Regions from separate parts of the Rattus norvegicus genome. Here region 1 is linked to region 2. A link is a contact called in public Hi-C data. All regions are on one chromosome and are shown on one strand. The core of a region is the stretch at or near the end of the contact, and the rest is flanking DNA. Distances in the headings are between cores, read along the strand shown. Region 1 overlaps Tbl1xr1 (TBL1X/Y related 1). Region 2 has its middle 500 kb from the start of Tbl1xr1.

What was found. Hi-C and Micro-C count contacts between places; a contact is called where the count stands out from the background.
Region 1: a Hi-C map of frontal cortex shows a contact between it and region 2, with 2.1 times the contacts expected there. The contact joins two enhancer-like sites. A contact is called at or near these places in 2 of 12 Hi-C or Micro-C datasets (the A7r5 cell line and frontal cortex).

The regions. Positions count from the first base shown.
Region 1 is chr2:106,828,778-106,835,180 of GRCr8, reverse strand. Tbl1xr1 (TBL1X/Y related 1) reads right to left here. Exons shown (of 16, transcript NM_001108941.1): 4 at 3,836-3,981; 5 at 2,374-2,596; 6 at 1,721-1,853; 7 at 1,180-1,321; 8 at 631-694; 9 at 431-528. Among named protein-coding and RNA genes, the nearest start is that of Tbl1xr1, 100 kb to the right of the region's middle. Within about 2 kb of position 2,395, at least 9 of the 93 cell types and tissues checked have an H3K27ac peak or open chromatin away from gene starts, as enhancers often do.
Region 2 is chr2:106,223,525-106,229,790 of GRCr8, reverse strand. No RefSeq gene overlaps it. Among named protein-coding and RNA genes, the nearest start is that of Tbl1xr1, 500 kb to the left of the region's middle. Within about 2 kb of position 4,175, at least 4 of the 93 cell types and tissues checked have an H3K27ac peak or open chromatin away from gene starts, as enhancers often do.

The DNA of each region.
Region 1 (6,403 bases), core at 1,146-3,645, 610 kb before region 2:
CCTATGAAAGTGACAGGGGCTGGCTCTCCCCTCCCCTGCTTTTGCACATTCCTTCAGCTCTCTTTTAGAACTGCTCACTGAAAATATGAGTCGAAGGCAGTTTCTGTCCCCTCCCCCAGCAGATTAACAGATTAACAGTCTGTTCTCTGCTGGGTGGAAGGAGCCGTTGCCACTGAGATGGACTGGGAAGCACAAAGTGCTTAGTTCTAATGCTTCACCAGGTACAAATCCTAGCAAAAATGAGGCATGGTCATATCAATGAAAGATAAGATAGTAGTTTCGGAAAATAAGCAGACAATATAAGAAAAATTTCTATTACTGTTACCACTTCTTATTTGAATGAACTGAAGTCTGCTTAAGTTATTAGCAGGAAAGAAAAAATTACTTTCAAATATATTCTTGATAGAACTTGACTTGAATGTTCATTTACCTTGTCTACACCAGCACTTAGGATGAAATTTCCTTTCTTATTCCATTTTAATGCAAATATAGGACCTTTATGCTGCCCCAAGGTGCTGGCAAGATTACCTAAATTAAAAAAGAACAAACAACAACAACAACAACAAAAAACTTTAAAATTACTTTAAACTTTATAACTTAGAACATCAATAAAGTTAGAAAAATTCATACCATCTTTAGTCCATATTCTGGCAAATCCGTCATATGACCCAGTTGCTAGAAGTGTACCTTCACTCTGGCAGAGAAATACATTTTGTTTATTACACAATCCAAAAGGCCATTTAATTACTACACACACAGTGCCTGTTGAAGTTCTGGGCACAAAAGACCCAGATCTCTGTGTGAGTGCCAACAAAGGCTGGCAAAACCCTGCTCGCAGATGAAGCCAGTGTCCTCAGACAGCCCACCCAAGGATGAGCACTGGCAGGCAGCACTGTGGAGCAGGACTGCAGTTCCTCCGCAGAACATTTTCACAGAGGACCATGAGTGAGGATGCAGCAGGTATAGACCAGGAAGGACAACATAAAAATGATACTCTGAGGATGCTTTTTATAAGAGGTAAAAAGTAAAGCCTTCAATTTATTTTTAAATTTTGATTAGGATTTTAGGAATATGGAGCCAGGTTGAAGCTAAAATTGGGACCTAATCTCCAGATTATAGTATGTCGAGTCCTCAAATGTCTTCATTCACAGACCACCTATGCAAGAAAAGAACACTCACATTCCAATCTAGAGAGGTGACATCCTTGTTACTGGGAACGTCCTGCCCTCCTTCCCGTATGCAGTGTCTAAGCACCAGCTGTGTGGGGCCACTTGTGCTGTTCTCACTGAGGTTCCATATTCTTGCAGTGGAGTCTCCAGACCTTCAGAGTCAAAATATCAGCTCAAGTCCTCATATGAGCAAGCATTCCACAATCTAAGCCACACATTTAGCATGAATAAGAAGTAGACTACTGGACACAAACATTTTAATATTTTTCTTATTTTATATTTTAGAGCTTCTACTAAGTAACAACTTCACAAGAAATACTAATCTACCAAGGCAAGATGATCATAAGCAATCAACAGAAGTGACTATAAAGTGAAATATATTAACAAAAACATGTAGCAGCCTATTTGGTGAGGTATTCTTAAATACCACGATAGTGCTGGGCATGGTAAAGCCCAGGACACAGGTGGGTCAACACGTCAAGTTAAACAGCAAATCCTGTCTAAAACCAAACAAAATGCTCAACAACTAGAAAGCTCTTTGAAAAACCTACCCTGATGCCAGGAGATCACTAACAGGGTTCCAGGCACAGATGAAAACTTCCGATTCATGGCCCCGAAGCACAACCGCTTTATTGGGAGGGATTTCCACATCCCCGTCCACCTCCATCATGTCCGTGTGATTATCTGCATCGTGAAAAGTAGCAGTTCTGTCAGAAGGGAAGCACATGTCTGGCAAGTATGACGTGCTAGTTTTAAAAGTGTGAGTATCCCGGAATGTGTATGTGAAATGGTAAAAAGAAAGGGGGAAAAAAGGTTATACCTCAGCAAGGCTGAATTAAAGTCTGTAACAATACTATTCTGAGTTCTGCCAGTAGGGGTTGCTGCTATCATTCATACAGCACGAGTCATCTTTATTCCTCAATGTCAGAGCCTTGTTGGATGTTTGTAACAGAGACTATTATAAATTTTACTTAGAAATCAAATGCAGATGCAAAATGCACTTAAGAGTAGAAAAAGGCTTCAGAAACATTTAAAAAGGAACGAACATTCAGTTCATTTAGCTTTTGGAATCTTAGGTCTGTAATCTGAAGTGTGTTGATGCCAGTTGGGGTAGAGGCAAACACCGGTTATCAGTGTAGCTTCTAAGGGTGGGCACTACAGTAGAGCAGTGTGTGCTGACCATCTCCAAGCATTCTCTGCTCACTTGCGATGGTGTGTGCTCCATTCTCCTCCCCATTGGCTGTGTTCTCTCCATTTTTCGCAGAGCCTTGCTGGTTAGTGGCTGCGGCAGCAGCTGCAGCAGCGGCTGCATGTTGCTGTGCAAGCTTGTCTCTGTAGGCTTGTTGTCTTGTTTGGACGACATCGGGCATGACAGCATCTATCAGGGACAGAGACTCTATGGGTCGACCATCAAATAAGGTGCCATCCTGGGGTTGAAAAACAGGGAAAGAAAAATGAGATGTAGTTGTCAGGTTGACATATACTCCATTAACAAAACGAAAAACTTCATTCTGAGGAAACCATGAACATGAGCAAGAAGGGGGAAGGGAGCAAGAATGGCACTGCAAGAGTCAAATGCAAACAGCCACCAACTGTCACCTAAGGTCCTCATCAACTCTGCACAAAGACAAACCAATACAAGAGGCCATTGGCAAAAGGTTAAAGATAATAAAATGCATACTATAACATTCAGGTAAGGGAAGCTGCTAGTAAGAAACACTGACCAATATGAATATGTCATACAATGAGAAGAAAGTACCCAGTACTTGCATCTGCATTCTGCACCCAGGCCTTGGGATGATGCACCTATCCTGACCTGGAGCAGATCTTTCTCTTATGGGTTTTCTCTAAACACTACAGGATGATCATATCATATAAGTGATCTAAATGCATGATATTGTATGACATACAAATGATATTAAGTGTAACCTAAGAGAACCAGCAGATAATGCTAGCTATGGTGGTGTAGGACCTATCCCTTAGGAAAACAAGGGACTGGACTACTTTAAAGAGCTAAAATCTTTTCACTTACTTTTACCAAAAAAAATGGGGGGATGTGGGGAAGAGACCTTCTACATATTCTGTGTTCTGGCCATACACTAAACATTGTAGCTACAACAAAGTTCCACTCAGAAAGAACATGCAATGTGTGCTTATTAATGCTTTGAAGGGCATAACAGCCTTGTTACAGTTCCTCATGATCCCAGTGACAGTCCAGAAGTAAATGAGTCTGGCTGTGCTACAAGGCTGATTTATACAATCAGGGAGCAGATAAGATTGCCTCAGGCAACAGTAGCATGCCTATACCTGAAACAAACACACTACTTACACATGCAGCTCTGAGCATCAAAGTTGGCATCACTTATAAATAAATTGGCTTCCAAAATCAGGGTACATGAAACTAACAATGATTTTGTAAGTCCTTGCCAGCAGTTTGTTCTTAGTACCGTCCAGCAAAATTATATGTTAAATATGATCTCCTTTTCTCACACACAGAGAATATTAAAGGAATAACCTACAGAAACTGTCTTCTGGTGTGAAAACCAATACATTTATGAATAATAATCTTAATCTGTCCAAACCCATGAAGTCAAGGTCAGATACTCCATAGGAAAACACATTTAAGAATAAGCATCGGTGTTTGAAGTGGAACGCATCTGCCTTACCTCATTTATGCTAACTTCTGCCTCTACATATTGCAGGCCTTTCTGGATGATAGAGATGAGTGCAGCGGGTGGGACGAGGGCACCATTTATGTTGGACTGACTTATATGGCTCTCTATACCAAAGGTAAATGCAGAATGAGAAAATCCTAAAAGCAAAAAAAACACTGTGAGAACTTATGTTGCTAATAACATCACATTAAATTGCAAACAATAAAAACTGTTATCTTTTATAATTACATACCATCACTTGACATTGTAAATGGATAGCTAAATTATAATTTAAAATAGAAGAAATATTAAAAGAGAGCCAAGTCAGCCTTTATTTTCCTTTGCTCACAGCACAATGTACGTCTGGCTTCTAACAGGTCACGTGGCTCAGGTTTTCTCACTGTACCACAGCAATACAACTTCCTCAAGAAAACACATCAAACACAAACACTGAAAAGCCATGAGACACAGAACATGTCAAGTGCCTTATGAAACAAAATGAAATCAAGATTCATGTAGCGGGTCATATTTTTGTGGCATATTTAAAAGAAAAAAAAAAGACTTAAATTTAAAAAAAAAAAAAAAAGAAAGAAATCCAAACCAAGAAAGAGCAGAAACAGGACAAACTGATGTAGCATGGGGCTGCAGATATGGCTGGGTCAGCAGTGCCTGTCCACCATGCATTTAGGGTCTGGCAGCAACACTGCCAAGCTGTGTACAATGATGCACACCTAACCTGCCCGCACTCAAAAGTACAGAGGTGGGATGATCAGACTTCAAGATTATCTTTGCCTATACAGAGAACAACACAGGCTATATGAGACTGTTTCCAAAGGAAATAAAAATCAAATTGTAATTGAATTCATACATTATTTTTATATATTCATTGACTTAAAAAGTTTCAGTATTTAGTAATAACTCATCTAAACAAACTTTTTGTTGCTGCTTCTCTAAGATAAGGTTTCTTTCTCTGTGTAACCCTGGCTGTCCTAGACCTTGTTCTACAGAACAAACTGGCCTCAAACTCACAGAGACCTGGGCCTACCATTGCCTCCTTAGTCTTGGGGTCAAAGTTGTGTGTCTCCACCATCTGGCTCTAAACAAACTTGTAGGAACTACAGAATGAAAACAGAGCGTCTAGGCCTCTTAGAACAATTAGGCCCAGCCCTCGGGAGGTAGAAGCAGGGAGAAGCAGACTCTCCACCATATTCCAGGGTAGGTACCAACATGCCGCACGGTTCATCTCAAAAGATTAAATAATTAAAAAACAAAACCTTAAAAGCATGAGGGTACATAGCTAATCTCCTATATGAGCTTCACTTACATTGTTATAAAGATCTAGTCCAGATAACAAGTGAAGTTCCAGTCAGTAACAGACAGATTGGTCACTCTCTTTACTAAAATCCCATCACAATTTACCAAGTTCTAAATCGCTGTATGATTCCAAATAGCACTTGAGTGGGAAAGGCTTAGGGGTAGCTAATGTTGGTTGGGTTTTCAAAGCTCCCACTTCTGCCCTAATGGCCCACCGTGGGAGAAGGAGAAAGGCATTTCTCTGAGACCTTGGTTTTAACTTCATAATTTCACCCAGACAAGCTTGTGATTAAGGACATTTAAGAGTTTTGTGTTTAATTTGAGGTCACAAAGATGGCTGAGGCAAATGTGGCATGAGATGGAAAAAAACATTCTGAAGCATTATCCTTCAGAAATTCCAAGGTCCTGAGTCTGGCAGGTCGAGGAGCAACAGTACCGAAAGGCAAGACTAAGCACTGGAAGCATTAGGGAAAACAACTTGAGGTGAGGAGATGAAGTTGGAGACGGGAGACTCCTGTGTAAGAAGCAATGCAGGCCCTCAGTAAGCTCTGCATCAAACAAAAGCAGGGAACCACCTAGGAAAACTTAGAAGTGGAAGATGCCATTATGGAAAGTACCGTGTGCTAGACAACATATGTCTAGACTGTAATTACACTCTATTATGAATTAAGGCTGGGAAACAGTCACAGGACACCGTAAAGATTCAAATCCATTCTGCATCCTGCTTCTCTTAAAAAGTCCAAATACAGCAGCAAGATTAGACATCCAACCAGAGAGCAGCAGTCCATCACTGCTCAGCTACCCTCGAGTACTGAGAAACAGGACAGACCATCACATGAAACACTGGGACACTTTACTAACCTTACAACCAGGATGGGGAAGGTGAATGCATTCATTTATAATTATAAACTGTTTCATTTCACTATATCAGGCTAATCAGTTTCTCCTGTAATCTTAGCAGTTACACATGGCCAGTGAATACCAAACCGAACAATCTACACTGGCTGTTTGATGTGGCAACCAAGGAAAGGGCTCAAATACAGTAACTCTGGGAAACTAGTAAGTTACTTGTTTAATAATTTGTTCAGAATGCTATTCCATTATAACACATTTTGGAATGTGTAAAAAGTCACTCCAGAAAAACCATAGCCTTTGCTTAAAACAACAAAAAACAAAAACAAAAACAAAAACAAAAACCACTAAAACTTGAACCAGGTTTATGTGCCCTTTAAGTTCCAACTTAACTGAAGAAAGTGCTGATAGGTC
Region 2 (6,266 bases), core at 2,926-5,425:
AAAGCCTCCTGCAGCTAATGTGCCATTATCTTAACTCCCAGCCCAATACCTCTAATTCTGCCCTCAGTTTAGTTACTCATTTACCTTTATTCCTGGCTTCATACCCTAAATCTTCCCCCAGCTTATTTGCTTTTCTAATCTCCTACCTGCTATCACCGGCCCAGTCAGAGAAGCACCCAATGGCCACTCCACACGAGATCTCACATGGTTGGTGACTCTCCAAAGTATGGCAGCTCTTTTTCTTACCCCTGAGTCTGCTTGCATGCTTTCGAGGAAACTGGGTCCACCTCTTCTGCCCGTTCATTACCAGATATCGTCTTAATTAGTGAATCATAACCAACTGGAGAACAGGACCTTCAATACTCATTCCTAATCAGAGCATCAGAACCACCCCCACAACTTGATGCTCTGTTTTATACAAGGGATATGTGGATTGGTTGTTTATTACTTGGGCTATTCATTGGTTTCAAGATCAGGGTTACTTTAGAGGTTTTGATTTAAAAGTGTGAATCAGCAGCCTTATTTATAATAGCCAGAAACTGGAAAGAATCCAGATGCCCTTCAACAGAGGAATGGATACAGAAAATGTGGTACATCTACACAATGGAATATTACTCAACTATCAAAAACAATGACTTTATGACATTCGTAGGCAAATGGTTGGAACTGGAAAATATCATCCTGAGTGAGCTAACCCAATCACAGAAAGACATACATGGTATGCACTCATTGATAAGTGGCTATTAGCCCAAATGCTTGAATTACCCTAGATGCCTAGAACAAATGAAACTCAAGATGGATGATCAAAATGTGAATGCTTCACTCCTTCTTTAAAAGGGAACAAGAATACCCTTGGCAGGGAAGAGAGAGGCAAAGATTAAAACAGAGACTGAAGGAACACCCATTCAGAGTCTGCCCCACATGTGGCCCATACATATACAGCCACCCAATTAGACAAGATGGATGAAGCAAAGAAGTGCAGATTGACAGGAGCCGGATGTAGATCGCTCCTGAGAGACACAGCCAGAATACAGCAAATACAGAGGCGAATGCCAGCAGCAAACCACTGAACTGAGAATAGGACCCCCGTTGAAGGAATCAGAGAAAGACCTGGAAGAGCTTGAAAGGGCTCGAGACCCCATATGTACAATAATGCCAAGCAACCAGAGCTTCCAGGGACTCAGCCACTACCTAAAGACTATACATGGACTGACCCTGGACTCTGACCTCATAGGTAGCAATGAATATCCTAGTAAGAACACCAGTGGAAGGGGAAGCCCTGGGTCCTGCTAAGACTGAACCCCCAGTGAACTAGACTGTTGGGGGGAGGGTGGCAATGGGGGATGGGTTGGGAGGGGAACACCCATAAGGAAGGGGAGGGGGGAGGGGGATGTTTGCCCGGAAACCGGGAAAGGGAATAACACTCGAAATGTATGTAAGAAATACTCAAGTTAATTAAAAAAAAATAAAAAAAAAAGTGTGAATCAGCAATACTGGGTATGGACTGAATCTTTATGCCCTTAATTTCTGATATACATTGAGACTTCATTTCCCATACAGTAGTGTTGGGAAATGGGGCCTTTAAAAGTTTAATAAGGTCACAATTATGCTTGGACTTCAGCCCTTGGAAGAGGTCTGAGGGAGTTTGTTCACAGTGTCTACTAAGTCAGGATAGTGGTTGTCATCAATGATGAACAGGCTGTCAATAGACACCGAATCTGTAGTCACTTTGAACTTAAACTTGCCAGACTCTAGCACTGTGAGAAAAGAATATGTGTTGTTTATAAAGGGTATATTGGAGGATATTTTGTAATAGCAGCCTGAGTGCACTAACATCAATGATAACTATCTGAGGCCTTAACGGAATAGGAACTGTTAAGAATTCAGAGTTTTGTTTGGAGTCACTGGCTTTGCATAAGAAAACAGACAAAAGGATGACTTTTTTCCAGAGCTGAAATGCTGATCCAGTTTTGTAGAAGTTTGCACAAGTGGACTTTGTAGTTTTCTTTCTGGAGTTGGAATTTAGCCCCTGGTCTTGAAAAACAAACAAACAAACAAAAAACAAACAAACAAAAGGAGTTTCTTCAAAAACAGAGATGGTTGGGCTTTACATTAACCAGTGTTAAAAATCGCTTGAGTCATATTTGATCCCAGTGTTGTTTAGCTGGTAGCAACTCATGTTGCTAATAAATACTGCCTCCATCCACTGCGGGGTCCTAATACAGAAGCACTGAGCTATGGTGAACAGCCACAGCATAAGGATCCTAACAATGTAATGGAAAAGATCCTTTATAACATTTGTGTTTGTCCTTAGAAGGTAATTTCTTTTGGTATCATATAAATGCAAATCTTCTCTCTTGCACATCTTTAATTAGTATTTACTAAAAAAAAAAACCATCAATTTTGATGCTACCATTTTGTCCAAAATATAAATTAAACACTTGGCAAACTCCAGCATGTTTTAAAAACACAGAACATAGTCTGTTGGAGGCTTCCATTTAATGTTAAAGTAATGCAGAACAGAATCCTGGGAGATTCTACCACTAAGGAGTCCTGCCAAGCCTAGGTGAAGTTTTTCCAAATCCTAGACTCTTATACATCCTATTTCCTGTTCACCACTTGCAGGGAGATATAATTGTTCAAGAGCTGTGAGGATAACGAGTCACCCACAGTCCTTCCTGCTAACTTTTGAGAAGTCTCTACTGAGGCAAGTGGATGAAAAGAGAGCCAGACTTTGTGTGCTTAGTCAGGAAGCATCAGTTTCTGCTCACTGGACTTTCTGGTATGATTAGCCCTCACATTGCTTTACACTGGTATCCCAAATACTAGCTTAACTTTTTTCACATTTCAGTTCTTAAAAAGGAAGCCAAGACTCATTAACTGTACTTACTGACTGCCCTGTCCCCAACTTCTGGTGGGACAGTATACTTTTTCTGTCATCTCTTTGCCTATCCTGACTTTAGACTCATTTTGGTTCCCTGCATCTCTGTTGCTTAGCTGTGGAACACTGACAGCCTGCTTGGGGACTGCCTTATTTGATCTGTGCTAACCAGTGCCTCAGACCTGGTCCTTAAATTTGACATCTTGTATTCAACACTTAGAAAAACTCTGTATCTCACATGGTCCTTCAAAACGAAAACACAGGACAAAGTTCACTCCTTCTGTCTACTCTCTTACTCCCATATCCTTTCTTTTTTCCCATTTCCTTTACCCTTAACATCACTGTGAAAATAGCTTCAGTGGTAGAAAACTTGCCAACAGAGGATGAGATTTCTGCTGTGGTCATGTGCCAACTGCATACTATAAGGAATTCATGGCTCTTAGCTTTGAATAGGATTCTAAGTGAGAATGGAAATCAGTGAGAGAGAAAGGGAGAGAGAGATTTTTTATCTCCATTCTGTGATCAAACATTTGACAACCAGAAACTTAGAGAAGAAAGGGTTTATTTGTATATTTTGGCATATAGCTTGAAGGCAAACAGTCTACCCAAGTGATAGGCCAACCAGAAGGTGGCTGGTTACATTGAATTTACAGGAGCTGACAGTGAACAGAAAGTAAAGCTAAGACAGAAAACCTCAAGGGTCACTTAAACCAACAAGGCTTCTCCTCCTAAAAGTTGTGTTTTTCCCAAACAGCACCACTAGCTGGAGACCCACTGTCCAAACATGCGAGGTTATGGGGGGACATTTCATGTGAATCACCAAATAGACCTTGCTAGCTGAAGGTGTTTCTGTGCTTTGATGTCTTATTCTAAGGAGGCAAACACAAGGAAATAATCTAAGAAGATCCCAAGCTAAGGAATTTTGTTGATGTTATCATACATATATTTATTTTATTCAGTTGCTTCATACACCATGTATTTAGTATAGCCTGTCAAATATAAATGAGCCCCTACCTAGAGAGAATGTCATGACTGATGTGAGATTTCTGGGAATTCCCAAGCAGAATGAGTTCATGGAGCTTGGAGACACAGAATACCTCTGTCTTTGAAATTAAGCCAGAAGCATTCAAATTACATCATAGTCATAGTCAACTTCAGAAGCAAATTTGCATAATCATTGCTAAAAAAAAAGCTGTTCTCTAATCTTCAAAAAGTATGAGGATTCTATCAGGAATGCATGTTGGAAATGAGAGAGACCTGTAGTGTTTTCTGTTGCACTTAATTGTTTCAGATTAAGTGAAATTATATGGGTGACAGATTCCTATTTTCTTTGAACCTACTTCCTTTTGCATGCTGTGACATACTAAACAAAAGGGTGTGCCTAAAAGTGGGGAGGTAGACTGGAGAAGGGAAGTCGATCAGGTTGCTAAAACCTGATAACATCTCCCCCTTTGTTCTATTTCTAAAATCCTCAGGAAGCCTTCTGATCCGGAATTTGATTTCCTGTATAGTTCTACCTACCAGAAGGGATGTGCAGACAGTTGGCCTAGCTCCTGGACCAAGCATGCCTCCAGTTTTACATGAATAAATTGGCTTTTTGACAGAGTGAATCAGAGTATAAGGTTGCTTTGCATGAATCTAGCTCTAAAATTGCATGAGCCTAAAAACTGTGAGTCCAGGAAAGGGCATTGGAAATAAGATGTGGGCATTTGAGTAGCTGTATAGAAGTAAACCCTTTGTGTTTTTATTTATTTTTTTCAGGTAGTTAATTATTTTTCATAAAGTTAAGTTCACATAGAACTTTAAGATTTACTGGCATCATGCACGTTCCAAAGCTGAGACCATTTTTGAGCATTGGGGTGATCCTTTCCCACACAGGAATGTCTATTTAAGCCATCAGTGACTCTTGATGTTTGCACTGAGATAAACCATATTATTTTGTGAGATTCTGAACAGTTATACCCCAGTTTCCACTGGGTATCTCCATGCAGACTTCTGTGTATTAACAAAACAAGTAATTTTTTTCTAAAGGAAGGTTAAGATGTGAAAAAAAAGAAACAGAAAGACATTGGAAAAATAATTAAGCTGTGGGTACCCTAGAGAAGGGCAACAATGCCCTTTCTCAACAGTACCGATTAACAAATAAAAATCCCAGTACCAGAAATGGCTTACTACTTTTGGATTTGTTGGCTAATATGGTCCCATAGGTCCCCCAATTTCATAAGTTGTTGTTAATATTCTTGGTTATTCTTCAGACTTACCTTGACAATAAGGACCCATTGCTGAAGACTATACATATTTGAATCATAGAACATGAAGAAATATAGTGGGTGCTCACCAGAGAAGCTTAATTTTGCATTAGGTGAAAAATTAATGCAGAAATACACAAAAGGCCACAATGCAGAGAATGAGAGACTGTGGAATGCTCAACCCCACTAAAAGGAGCGTCTATATTACACTTCTTCCTCTCAAAAATTATTGTGGAAAGGATGGTAGTAGAAAGATTATAGGAGGCAGAGGTGGTGCAGATTAAAACAAAATGGGTTTTTATGGATATGACAGGACAGTATGAACTCACACTGGTTATGCCAGCTTCCTCATAACCTGCAAAAGGCCAACTCAGACAATATCTTACCATGGAGAGGGGAAGGAAGCATGAAGTCCTACCCCTAATGAGGAGACATTAGCAAGTTATAGCATCTTGGGAGAGGGAGAATCAGATTTATTTGAAGACTTAGACTTTGGTAGGTAGATTATGCTTCAGTGGATGGTGACACACTAAGAGTGTGTGAGGAGTACAAATTGGATTTGATGGGTTTAGGGGAAAAAAGGCACATAGGTGAGAATGGGGTGGATATGGAAAGAATTAGGAAGAGTGTGGTGAGTGTGGTCACAATGCAATTTCTGTTCATTTTCACTTATTTGTTAGTATAGCTTTTCGAGATATTTATACCTTCTGAATATTAATTATCCCCTTTTAGATTTATAGTCTGCAAATTTTATTTTTTGATACAGATGTGTAAAATAAATGTGTTACATTTTCAGGTTGCTCTTACAATTGGTGCACTGGAACAAGCACAACCTCCTAAATCCCAGCTTTTCCATGCATATGTCTGTGTCTCTGACCCAGTCATGTAAAGCTTTACAGCATATAGCTACACATATTTTCTTCTATTCAGCAGGCTGGCTGGTCTGCACACTTGGGTGATTGTTTCCTTTGTTTCATAAAATTCTTTAGTTTGATATACTCTCATTTGTCCAGATTTGGTTTTGTTGTGGATGCTCCTGAGATTTTTACCTAAAAAAAAAAAGAAAAAAAAAGTCCTCACCCAGACTAAAATTATAATGCACTCATCTATTGTTGATTTTCTAGTAGCACCATGAT